2 separate regions of the Mus musculus genome follow, and region 2 is linked to region 1. Evidence: chromatin contacts called from public targeted proximity ligation data. All regions are on one chromosome and are shown on one strand. The core of a region is the stretch at or near the end of the contact, and the rest is flanking DNA. Distances in the headings are between cores, read along the strand shown. Region 1 overlaps Pdcd1lg2 (programmed cell death 1 ligand 2). Region 2 has its middle 11 kb from the start of Ermp1.

Region 1 (5,761 bases), core at 2,561-5,060:
CGGAAAGCAGGAGGTGGGGGTGGGGCGGAGAGCAATTCCTTTTGTTCTCACCCTGAAAGTCATTAGGAGCCTTAGGCCCTCACTGGGGTCCAGGATCCCAGGGGTAAGTCTAAAGTGCCATTGGGGTCTTGCTGTTCAGAGAGTCTTGAGACAGAGGGAAGATTGTCAGTCTTACAAGCTCCTCTTCGGAGCCCTGGGTCACCGTCCAAAGGGTTCAAAAGTGCAAATGGCAGGTCCTGCAAGATTCTCACTTTGAGTCCAGAAGTCTCTTGAGGGTTTCCCATCAGATCCTTCCAACTCCCAAGACCGCAGGTCCAGATCTGGGAAGAAGAGACCACAAACAGGAAAAATAAATAAATCATTGACTAGAACATACATATAACCTCTCAAAGTAGACTGGAGAGAGAAACCACCTTTAAAAAAAATAGTAATCTATGTATCGGGACCAGCAGGGTTCAAAGCCTTTCATGATACACCCTCCCATTTCCCCACTCTAAGTTTCTCTCCAGCACTACTTTAGGACCCCTACCCAACACCCACCCTATGGACCCCAGACAGCTATACTATAATGAAACACTTCATAGGGTGTCAGATGCCCTGGAGCAGGAGTTACAGGCAGCAGTGAGAGAGACAATGGGAACTGAACTTAGGTCCTCTGCAAGAGCTGCAAACCCTCTTAACCACAGAGCTCTCTCCAGGCCCTTTACTTCTGTTTTTAAAGGCTTTGGCAGTTCCAACAAGCTGGCCTACTCTATGCTCTCAGCCAAGTGCATGGCCAAGATGGCTGCTCCCTCATCTCTTGGTTCATTTGTCATATCTACTTGGATAGGCTACAGGGCCCACAATCTTATCAAATGCTAGTCTTGATGTTGCCATGCGCTTTACAGTTATAATTAATGTGTTGTATCAGCTAAATTCTACATAGCTTATATGCCAATATAGCTTCCTTCTAATCAGGTGAGACCTTGAGAACAAATTCCTAGAGATGAAGAAACCCTGCCTGGAGAATGTGATATGGAAACTCTGCCTCTGTTTCGACCTGCTGGCCTACTGCACAAAGGTCAGCCTCACTCTCCCCACAGTCATGGGCACTGACCCTTTAAAATGAATCTACCTGTCTCTTTCCCTCTGCTGCTTTCCCCTCCCCCACTCCAGGCTCTGTTTCTCTGGAGAGACCCTGGCCCCAGGACAACAGGTACCAGGTTTCCCAGCTATCTCATTTCTCTGCCAGTTACTTCACTGTCAGAATGTCAGATAAGGAGGCCTGAGACATTTCTGATTATATGGTTAAATGTCTGTTACAAAATACTCATGATCAAAAAAAAAAAAAAAAAAAAGTAAATAAAAGAAAAATAATTAAAAAACAAAAAACCAAAATACTCATGATCATGTTGACTCAACAAAGACGTTCTAATACCGCAGAGCACGTGGGCATGCGAGAGGATGAGACATTCAGGAGATTATGTGTTCTTGGTGTTCTCAAATATGTCTCTACCCTAAATGATCCATGCCTCGGGCCTCGCTGTTAGCGGTTTGTTTACTTCTAGCCATGAAGCTATAAATAGGTCCCCAGTGTGTGAGTTGGCTAATCTGGTAATTTTTTATCTAGCATTTAATAACTAGCAGACATTCCATAAACACCTCCATGTCTGTCTTCTTGCCAGTGGAGAGTTAGAGTTGAGCTGGCAGGTTGCCCAAGCCCTGTCTGGTCACCTCAGGCCTCCTCCCCTCCTTTCATCACATGCTTGCTTGCTGGAGACCAGAGTTTGTCACCTCTGCTCTCAGGCCCCTCCCACGTCTTCCCTGTCCTGAGTACTTGAAGGAGTCCCACTGAAGAAAGACACTGAGCCTATCGGACCTACACAAGCAGGTGCCTCCGGGTCAAGGATATCATTTTATAGGAATTGGGATTTTCGTTTCTGAAGAAATGGGTATTTTAATCAGGCTCGCCAAGGCGGATGAGAAAATTTGCTGGGTCAAGAAAATCTAATTGCTGATTCAGAGCTCAGTTGTAATCAGACCTCAGTGTGGAACTTCCCGAGTTTGTCCCATGGCTCTGTACCCAGGCTGTGGGCCTACAGTAATTGCTTTCAGATCAATTGCTGGTAGGCGTGGGAAAAAGTCTGAGAGCCCATGTTCATTCTTTTCCATCGAATTTTGTACTGAGGATTGCTATCTCTTACGGATGAGACAAAGGCTTCCTGGGGTTGTTTTTGATGTGTTTATAAAAAGATAAGGAGAGGGGGGATATGTTCTATGGAGATGTAGTCAGGTATGGGGGAAAGCAGTGCCTCTGAGGGCCCATGCTGAGGCATCCCTTCCCCCTGAGGGACCAGCCACAGGACAGTATAGTATAAAATAGAGTTTATTTGGGGCATGGTCAGGGGAGTTAAGAGGGTAGTAGAGGCTGGGCGTGGTGGCGCACACTTTTAATCCCAGCACATGGGAGGCAGAGGCAGGCAGATTTCTGAGTTCGAGGCCAACCTGGTCTACAAAGTGAGTTCCAGGACAGCCAAGGGTATACAGAGAAACCCTGTCTCAAAAAACAAAACAAAAATAAAACAAAACAAAAAACAAAAAAAAAAGAGGGTAGTAGAGTCAGAGAAAGGCAGAGAGAGAGAGAGAGAGAGAGAGAGAGAGAGAGAGAGAGAGAGAGGAGGCTGGTCATGAGCATGTGGAGGGAGAGGGGGAGGGGGGAGAAGTGACAAGAGGACAGAGCAAGATCAAGAGAGTAAGAGTAAGAGAGGAGCAACAGAGAGAGGAGAGGGCAAGAAGCCCCTTTTATAGTGGATCAGGCCTACCTAGCTGTTGCCAGGTAACTGTGGAGAGGAGCTTAGACAGAACACTAACAGTTTTCATAACTGGTGGGTTTGGAATTGTGGTGCTATACACAGCAGCTTGAACATGCCAAGCTTCTGACACAGAGGTATTTCAAAGTCTTCTGATTGCTCTATATCATTTTGGTCAACTCAAGTGCCACATCACATGAGTGCTAAACCATAAAAGAAGGGGATCTTACCAAGAAAGGTAAACATTCCATTTGTCCCACATAACTCACGTGTGGCCATTCCCCTGCAAGCTTTATACCAGGCAAGGAAAAAATGATCAGGGTGAGGCAAGAGGAAAACCTGGTTCAGGCTGATTTGATTGTAGCGGGTGATGAACCAGGATTTCTAGAGTCTGTCCCAGATCATTTTACTTTAGCCATATTTAAGCACAGCACAATTTAAAAAAAAAAAGTATTCAGAGAACAATGAACTCAGTCCCGAGTATATAATAATTTAAGCCATGCTTACACTGAGATTCTTTACAAAACACATCTGGCTTCTTTCACAGGAATAGGTACTGTTGACTCAGAGACAGTGCCCGAGATTTAGGGTCTAGGTAAGAATGGCCGAGGTAAACATAAGGCCTGTGGGTGTCAGCATTGGCCTGGCCCTAAGATAGCACAGGTGACATCCCACATGAGGATGGGTTTTGTGGTCTAAAAGTCATTACTCAAGGTTTGAAGGGGGAGGGTATTGTCTGGAAGAAATGAAGTCTGGGAGATACGAGCAGAGCCTGTCTCATCAGACAGCAAGGGATCGCCAGGTTATAAAACTCCATCATTCCTGGCGTTCCAGGAAGAGCATCTATCTGCACACCTCATTCCATCGAAGAGGCAAGCCGTGTGTTTACCTTTCCTGGCTTCTTCAGTGCTTATCTGTGTGCACAAGGCCTTTCTTCGCTCTACACCCAAGCCTATGCGGGTCCCAGAAGCCCTGATTTGAAGCCCTACGCCTTCCACTCAACCAGCCTGCAGGAGTGTGGAACCCTCCCTTCTGACAACCACAGCACATCCTGTCTCTTGCGCTGGTTCTAGCTGTGAGCCTGCCAACGCCATCAAAAGACGTCATTGCTCCTGCTTCATTGCTGACAGCTCATAGTCCCATAATGTATTCCTGGTTTTTTTTTTTTTTACATAATTTAAAAATTTTGTTCTTTTCTTATATATTACACCCAACCACCGTTTACCCTTCCTCTTTCCCTCATTTCCTTTCCCCACTCCATCCCCCAATCCACCCTTCCTCCATTTCCCTTCAGAAAAGGGTAGGCCTCTAAGGGTTATTAACCAAACATGACATATCAATTTGCAATAAGACCGGGAACCTCCCCATCTATTAGGGCTGGACTGGCAACCCAGTAGGAGGAAAAGGGTCCCAAAAGCCGGCAAAAGAGTCAGAGACAGCCCCCATTCTCACTGTTAGGAGTCTCACGAGAAGATCAAGCTACACAACCATAACATATATGCAGAGGGCCGAAGCCAGACCCACGCAGGCCCCCTGGTTGTCAGTTCAGGCTCTGTGACCTTCTATGAGCCCTGGTTAGTGGATTCTGTAGTTTTCTTGCGGTGTCCTTGACCCCTCTGGCTCCTGCAGTCCTCCCTCCCTGCTTTCTGTGCTTAGTGGATTCTGTGGTTTTCTTGCGGTGTCCTTGACCCCTCTGGCTCCTGCAGTCCTCCCTCCCTGCTTTCTGGAGGATTCCCTGAATGCTCCCTAGTGTCTGGCTGTGGGTCTTTGCATCTGTTCCCATCAGTTGTTGCATGAAACCCCTCTGATGACTTTAGTATGGAATATTTAAAAACCTCCAACTTATCAAATGGGGCATTTAGAAAGAATTTTTTTTTAATCAGAATTTTGTTTTGGCTTTGTAATGAATAGTTTTTTTAAAAAAAAATTATTGATTTGTGTGTGTGTGTGTGTGTGTGTGTGTGTGTGTGTGTGTGAATCATGTACTCCAACCCCATTCATCTTCCTGTCCCTTAGTATCTACCTCTGCTCTTGCAACCTTTACCCCAGAATAAAATAAACTAGAATAAAGTAAAATACCAAAAAAAAAAAAAAAAAAAACCAAAATAAAACCCTTGCTGTGGAAGCTATAGTGTGTCATAGTGTGTCTGTCCCACAGTCCCACAGAACTCCCTTTGGTCCACTCTATTTACTTGCAAATGAACATTGCCATGAGACTTTGGTCTGGTTCATGGCTTCTGGCTCCTGCTGGACCCTTACAGGGACTCCTTTGGACAGCCTGTTGTTGCCCTGTGTCATGGAGACCCTGCAGCTTTAGATTTGTAGGAGCATCCCTACAGTTCCAGCAGTTCAGAGTTGAGGTCAAGCCAATTCAAAACCCTACATCTGAGCCTGGGTGGTAGATGAGTTGGTCAGCCTCTCTGCTCTCCTGTACACTCACCACCAGGGCAAGCTCTCTAACACTTCCTGGCTAGCTCACCCAATCTACAGCAGGCAAGGTGCAGGGCCAGCTCTTTTGCAGGGGCCCAGCTCTACTCTGCTACCCAGGCAAGGTGCAGGACACCCTCTCTGGGTACTGTAGCCAGTGAGAAGTAGGGTCAGCTCTCCTGCTCTCATGATTTGGGGGCCAGCCCTTCCACCTGAAGTAGTTGGTGAGGGGCAAGGGGGCATTTCTCTTTTACCCATGCTGCCCCATGTCAGACAAGTGATGGGGCCAGTATGCCTGCTCCCCTATCACCAGGATAATCTCTATTCTGCTGCCCAGATGAGGCACATGGCCTACTCTCCTACCTGGGGGCTGCAGCTGGTGAGGGGCAGGACCATCTCCTGCCCTCCTGCCACCATGGTCAGCTCTTCTGAACCCACGGCACCAGAGCCGTCTCTCGCACACTGCCTACGTAAGGGATGGTATGGTTGCCAGCTCAGCATAGTGCTTGAACATCAACGTGGCCTCAGGCAGCCCAGACCAGGGT
Region 2 (5,031 bases), core at 1,107-3,606, 190 kb before region 1:
AAGACTATTGATGGTTTGCTCTGTAGCAGATGCTATCTCTGGAAGAGCTGGGTTGACACTAGAAATCTATTTATGTACGTGTTATGGCTTTCTGAAAGACAGATGGAGTTGAACAATCCATCTGTAAACGAGAGAAAAGGGAAAGTGCTGCAGGTTCTGTGCCCAAGCCTCTTCAGGGCGTGCCTCCAGGCTGATGCCAAGACTTTTCATCTCAACAAGTCTCTCAAGGTGGACAGTGAAGATTTCTCAGAAAGGTTGAATTGGGTCTCTCAGGCGAGGAAGAATTGGACTCCTTACCCACTCATATCTGAGTCAAAGCCGAAAGCTGAGCTGAAGACTCAGGAGATCCTAGCAGTCAGCTCTGGAACTTACTCTATCTGTGTTTTTAAGATGGGGTGTCCAACTTTGTAACAATTTTCCTTGAGGCTGGAATGGGCATGAAGCTTTGGCTCTGGTCTGCCTCTCGGCCATGGTTTACAGTTCACCCTCTGGATTAAGCCTATGGCTGTAGGATTAGCCCCTGGTAGGCAAGAACCTTAGCTTCCATAGCTGCTTCTGTTAGGTCTTGTGGAGTGCCTATGTCCAGAAAAGACAGTTTTGGCCCACCTCAGACTAGACTGTAGAATGATTTCCGGCCACTAGGTAAACGTCGGTTTTCCCTCAGGAACTTGTGAAACCACTTCCCATCCAGTTGGCTTCCCTTGTCTCTGGCAGAAGGGGCAAACAGTTCTCTATTAACATGCACCTGAGGTTGTGGGTAGGATGGGGTGTGGGCTGTGGGGACAAGGACTGGGGTGAACTGCAACCCAGAGAACAACCTAAATCAGCCATAGTTGGTTATCCGAGCTGAATCTTGTGTTTTCCCAACAAAGGGCTGAACTTGAGATACACATGTGAGAGTTTTGCTTTGCTAACGTTGCCCAACTCAGTTAAAAAAGAGATCCCTGTATGAGCCAAACACAACAGTTACAAACTGGAGCCCACTCACAGGCTGCCTGCCACAGCTCCAGCGCCCTAACCTCTAAGCCCTGAAGGATATACTTGCTAACCATAAATTTTTTTTCTGCCTGAGAATCAAGTTATAAACTGGATTCTTATCTCTAGAGTGGGAAGAAAGTGAACCGATAAGACAGCCATTCATTTTCTGTGTAAGGGGCATGCATAATTGTGTCAAAAGTTTCCCTTCTCTTGTCTCCAGGACTACTCTATTTCACACTAAGAGTGAGTGAGTGGGAAGAGTCTGACATTTGTTCCATTGCCTGGCTCCGAGTTTGTAGCAGCAAAAAATGCTTTGAAATAGTTTTTCCCCCTCACCCATCTGGTTATACATACAGGGAACACACTGGGATGCTCAGCCCTAACACACTCGCACACACGTGCACACACACACACTCATACACACACATACACACACTCACACACACACACACACTCATACACACACATATACACCCTCATACACACACTCATACACACACACTCATACACACACATATACACACTCATACACACACACACACACACACACACACAAACACACACCAACACACACACACACACACACACACACACACACACACACACACACACACACACACACACACACACACACACACACTCATACACACACATACACACACTCACACACACACACACACTCATACACACACATATACACCCTCATACACACACTCATACACACACACTCATACACACACATATACACACTCATACACACACACATACACACACACACTCATACACACTCTTACACACACACACACACACACACACACACACCTAGATTTTAGGGCAGAGAGAAGTAGATGAATTTATTCCTGCTGGCTTCTATCTAATCACCAGAAGTCCTTCTAGAGTCTAGCTTAAGCTGAGCCTAGACTCAATTTTGGATCAAATCAGTAGGTCTACCCTTTGAGGGGGTGGGATGGAATATCCCTTGGATCTGACAATGCTCTGTTCTGCTTCCTAAACAAAGCACAATTTCTTTGCCAATGGGACTGCACTTTAGGATGGCAATAAAAACAGACGTCCATTTATCATTCAGGCTTTTGCCTCTAACTCTCTAAACTTGGTGTCCCAGACTCACAGGAGTCCCACAACAATTACTCTGACACATAGTGAAGATATCCTGGGGTCTGGGAAGACAATGGTTCTAAAAACTGTATGCTGTTATAGGTGTGTTCCAATTCCTCTATAATCCCAGCATGCACAAGGAGTCTAAGGCAGAATGGTGGATTATTCAAGGCCAAGTGGGGCTACATAGAGAGATCCTGCCTCAGAACGAAAGACAAACAACCACAGCCTTTTAGGCTATGAATAAGCCACTTCCTTTGTTTTCTCTGAAGAATCAACTTCTGGGGCTGCAAAGGTGACTCAGAGAACCGCTGCTCTCGAGGTCCACAAGGCAGCTGTTTGTAATTTCAGTCCTAGGGCTTCCAGTGCTATCTTCTGGCCTCCTCAGGCACGAAGGCATACACACAGTGCTCAGACATACGTGCAGTCAAAACACCCATACACATAGAGTGAAATGAAATAAAAAGAATCGACATCTCTGCTGAAGAGCTGCTGGTTTTCCTTAAAGAGCGGAGATCGGATATTCTAACAGTACTTGGAGCTACTGGAATAGGAAGTACAAGGGGCCTGCGTATATAGCAGAGGTAGTTTTACTGGGACCGAACTTGGGCAGGCATCTGTCTCTGGAGCTAAGAAATCTTAAAATCCCATTTCCCAAAGCCATTCCTGAATCATATGTAGCACATACATTTTGTTTGTTTTTGTTTAGGGAAGGGCCTTCTATAGCCCAGCCTGACCTTGAGCTCACTGGCAAGATGAGCCTGACCTTCAGTTTCTTACCCTCTTCCCTCTTCCTCCAGAACTCTAGGATTATAGAGAGTGCACCCAGGCCAGTTTTATGCGGTTCTGGGGATCAAATCCAGGGCTTTCTACCTGCTAGGCAAGTATACTACCACTGTGTTATTGATTATTAGTATTGAGATATTTTATGTATAACCTATATTATTAATATCTAGATATCTAGTTATTAAAAATATCTAGCTATTTCTATATCCAGATTGTTCTGTTCTGTTTTTTTTTAAACATTTAATGAAGTGGGAAGTAGAGGCTACCTTGTGGGAGTTGGCTCTCTCTTACCACGTGGGTGCCAGGGACTGAAGTCAGGCCTTCATGCTTAGTGGTGAGTATTTCACTCCCTGAAACTGTGGGTTGGGGTGGAAGCCAAGAGAACTCACTTCAGAGACAGAAGCTTAAAAATGAAAGCTTTGTTCTCTGCAGGATCAGGGGGAGGCCAGTTCGGGATCTGAACCAGGGTCCCCGAAGGGCCCGAAGGGACACTGAATAACCTTTATATAGGATGGGTACACAAAGCAAGGAGATTGGGGTGGGCTGTTGCATTGGCCAATCATACTTTGACACAAGGGGATAAGCAAGGCAGTTAACTTTGATGGCTGGGCCTTATCCAGGACGCATCAGGGTCGTTGATTCAGTCTTTCCAGCCAGGTCCCCTCCTGGACTCTGGCGTGGAATCTAGGGTGATAAGGGAACAATGGAACAGACAAGCTGCATACGGTCAACTAAGTCAAGACAGGCAACACATTTACTACTTGTGTCCCTTAGTTTAGATAATGGGATACGGCAACTTCCCTCTTTCTATCCTTTACTGATGAGCAGACAAACATGAAGCACCTGAAGAAGCCAGACAGGCGTTGGTTCCGGGGCCTGGGAACAGGAACTCTGCCAGTAGGATGGAAGTTGTTCCTGAGATGGCTGGACTCGAAACTGTCTCCTAACAAAACAAATGTCATACCAAGGCCTAGATCTCCCATATTTCTCTCTTTGAAGGTGAAATCTACCTCACACACAATTAACCATGTTAAAAGTGGTGATTTAGAACATTTCCATATCCTTCAAGCCCGGCACATCCATCTGGTTCCAAAAACATTTTGTCACTAGAAAAAAATCCCTCATAAATGTTAAGCAGCCATTTCTATCTTCTCCACTTGCCTCTGTACCTCTGTGTTCTGCCTCCATGAGTTTTCTCCTCTCTGGGTGCCTCAGGTGACTGAAGACAGTGGGGCTCTGGCTGGTTTCTCTAGCATCCTCTTTTTAAGGCTTAAAGCCACAAGAGCAGGTGCTCATACTTCAGTCTAAAGATGGAATTTTATTGTGAATAAGGTTTTGTCTTGTTATCTGTTTGAAACTGGGTTTCTCTGTGTAGTCCTGGCTGTCCTAGAACTTACTCTGTAGACCAGACTGGCCTTGAACTCAGAGCTCTACCTGCCTCTGCCCTGGGATTAAAGGTGTGCTCCAAGCCACCACTCCTTTGAATACCTTTTTTTTTTTTTTTTAATTGAAGAAATTGGGAATTTATTCTTGGTACTTCTGGATTTTTGCTTATCGATTATTAATGTAATAAAGGAACTGAGGCTTGAGGAAAAGAGGTTTTATCTTTATAAGGCTTATCACCCAAGGGGGTAGTAATGTAGAGGTGAGTGCTTGTGGAACTGTGAGTGTGTTGGTAAGATTAAACAAGGTTATTAGAAATATTTAATAAGATACACATACAGCTCTTCCCGTCCTAAGTTGCCTTTCCACAGAGGCAAACTAGGTTGCTGTAAAAAAGACATAGTCATGCTTTTTGTTTGTTTCTTTTTTTAATGTGTATGGATAGTTTGTCTGCATGCATGTTTGTGTGCTGTGCTTATGCTTGGAAAGGAGGAGGCCAGAACACGATGTCAGATCCTTTGGATCTGGGATTACAAGCAGTTGTAAGTAGCCCAATATGGGTGCTGGGAATAGAACTCGAATCCTCTGGAGGAGCCTCAGGTACTCTTAACCCCTGGGCCCTCTGTCTGGACGCCTAGCCTTTCATCCACCTAGCCAACTACAAAGGGATAACTGGACGATGTGAAAGACATTCTCTTCCCATTTTCACAATCTCATGCAGATGAAGGTCCACCCCCTAAGTAAATCCTGTAAGTTAAACCTGTAAAC

The links.
Region 2: a contact with region 1 is called in a targeted proximity ligation map of pancreatic cancer cells.

The regions. Positions count from the first base shown.
Region 1 is chr19:29,465,075-29,470,835 of GRCm38.p6, reverse strand. It overlaps Pdcd1lg2 (programmed cell death 1 ligand 2), which reads right to left. Exons shown (of 6, transcript NM_021396.2): 6 at 1-320. Among named protein-coding and RNA genes, the nearest start is that of A930007I19Rik, 54 kb to the left of the region's middle.
Region 2 is chr19:29,657,251-29,662,281 of GRCm38.p6, reverse strand. No RefSeq gene overlaps it. Among named protein-coding and RNA genes, the nearest start is that of Ermp1, 11 kb to the right of the region's middle.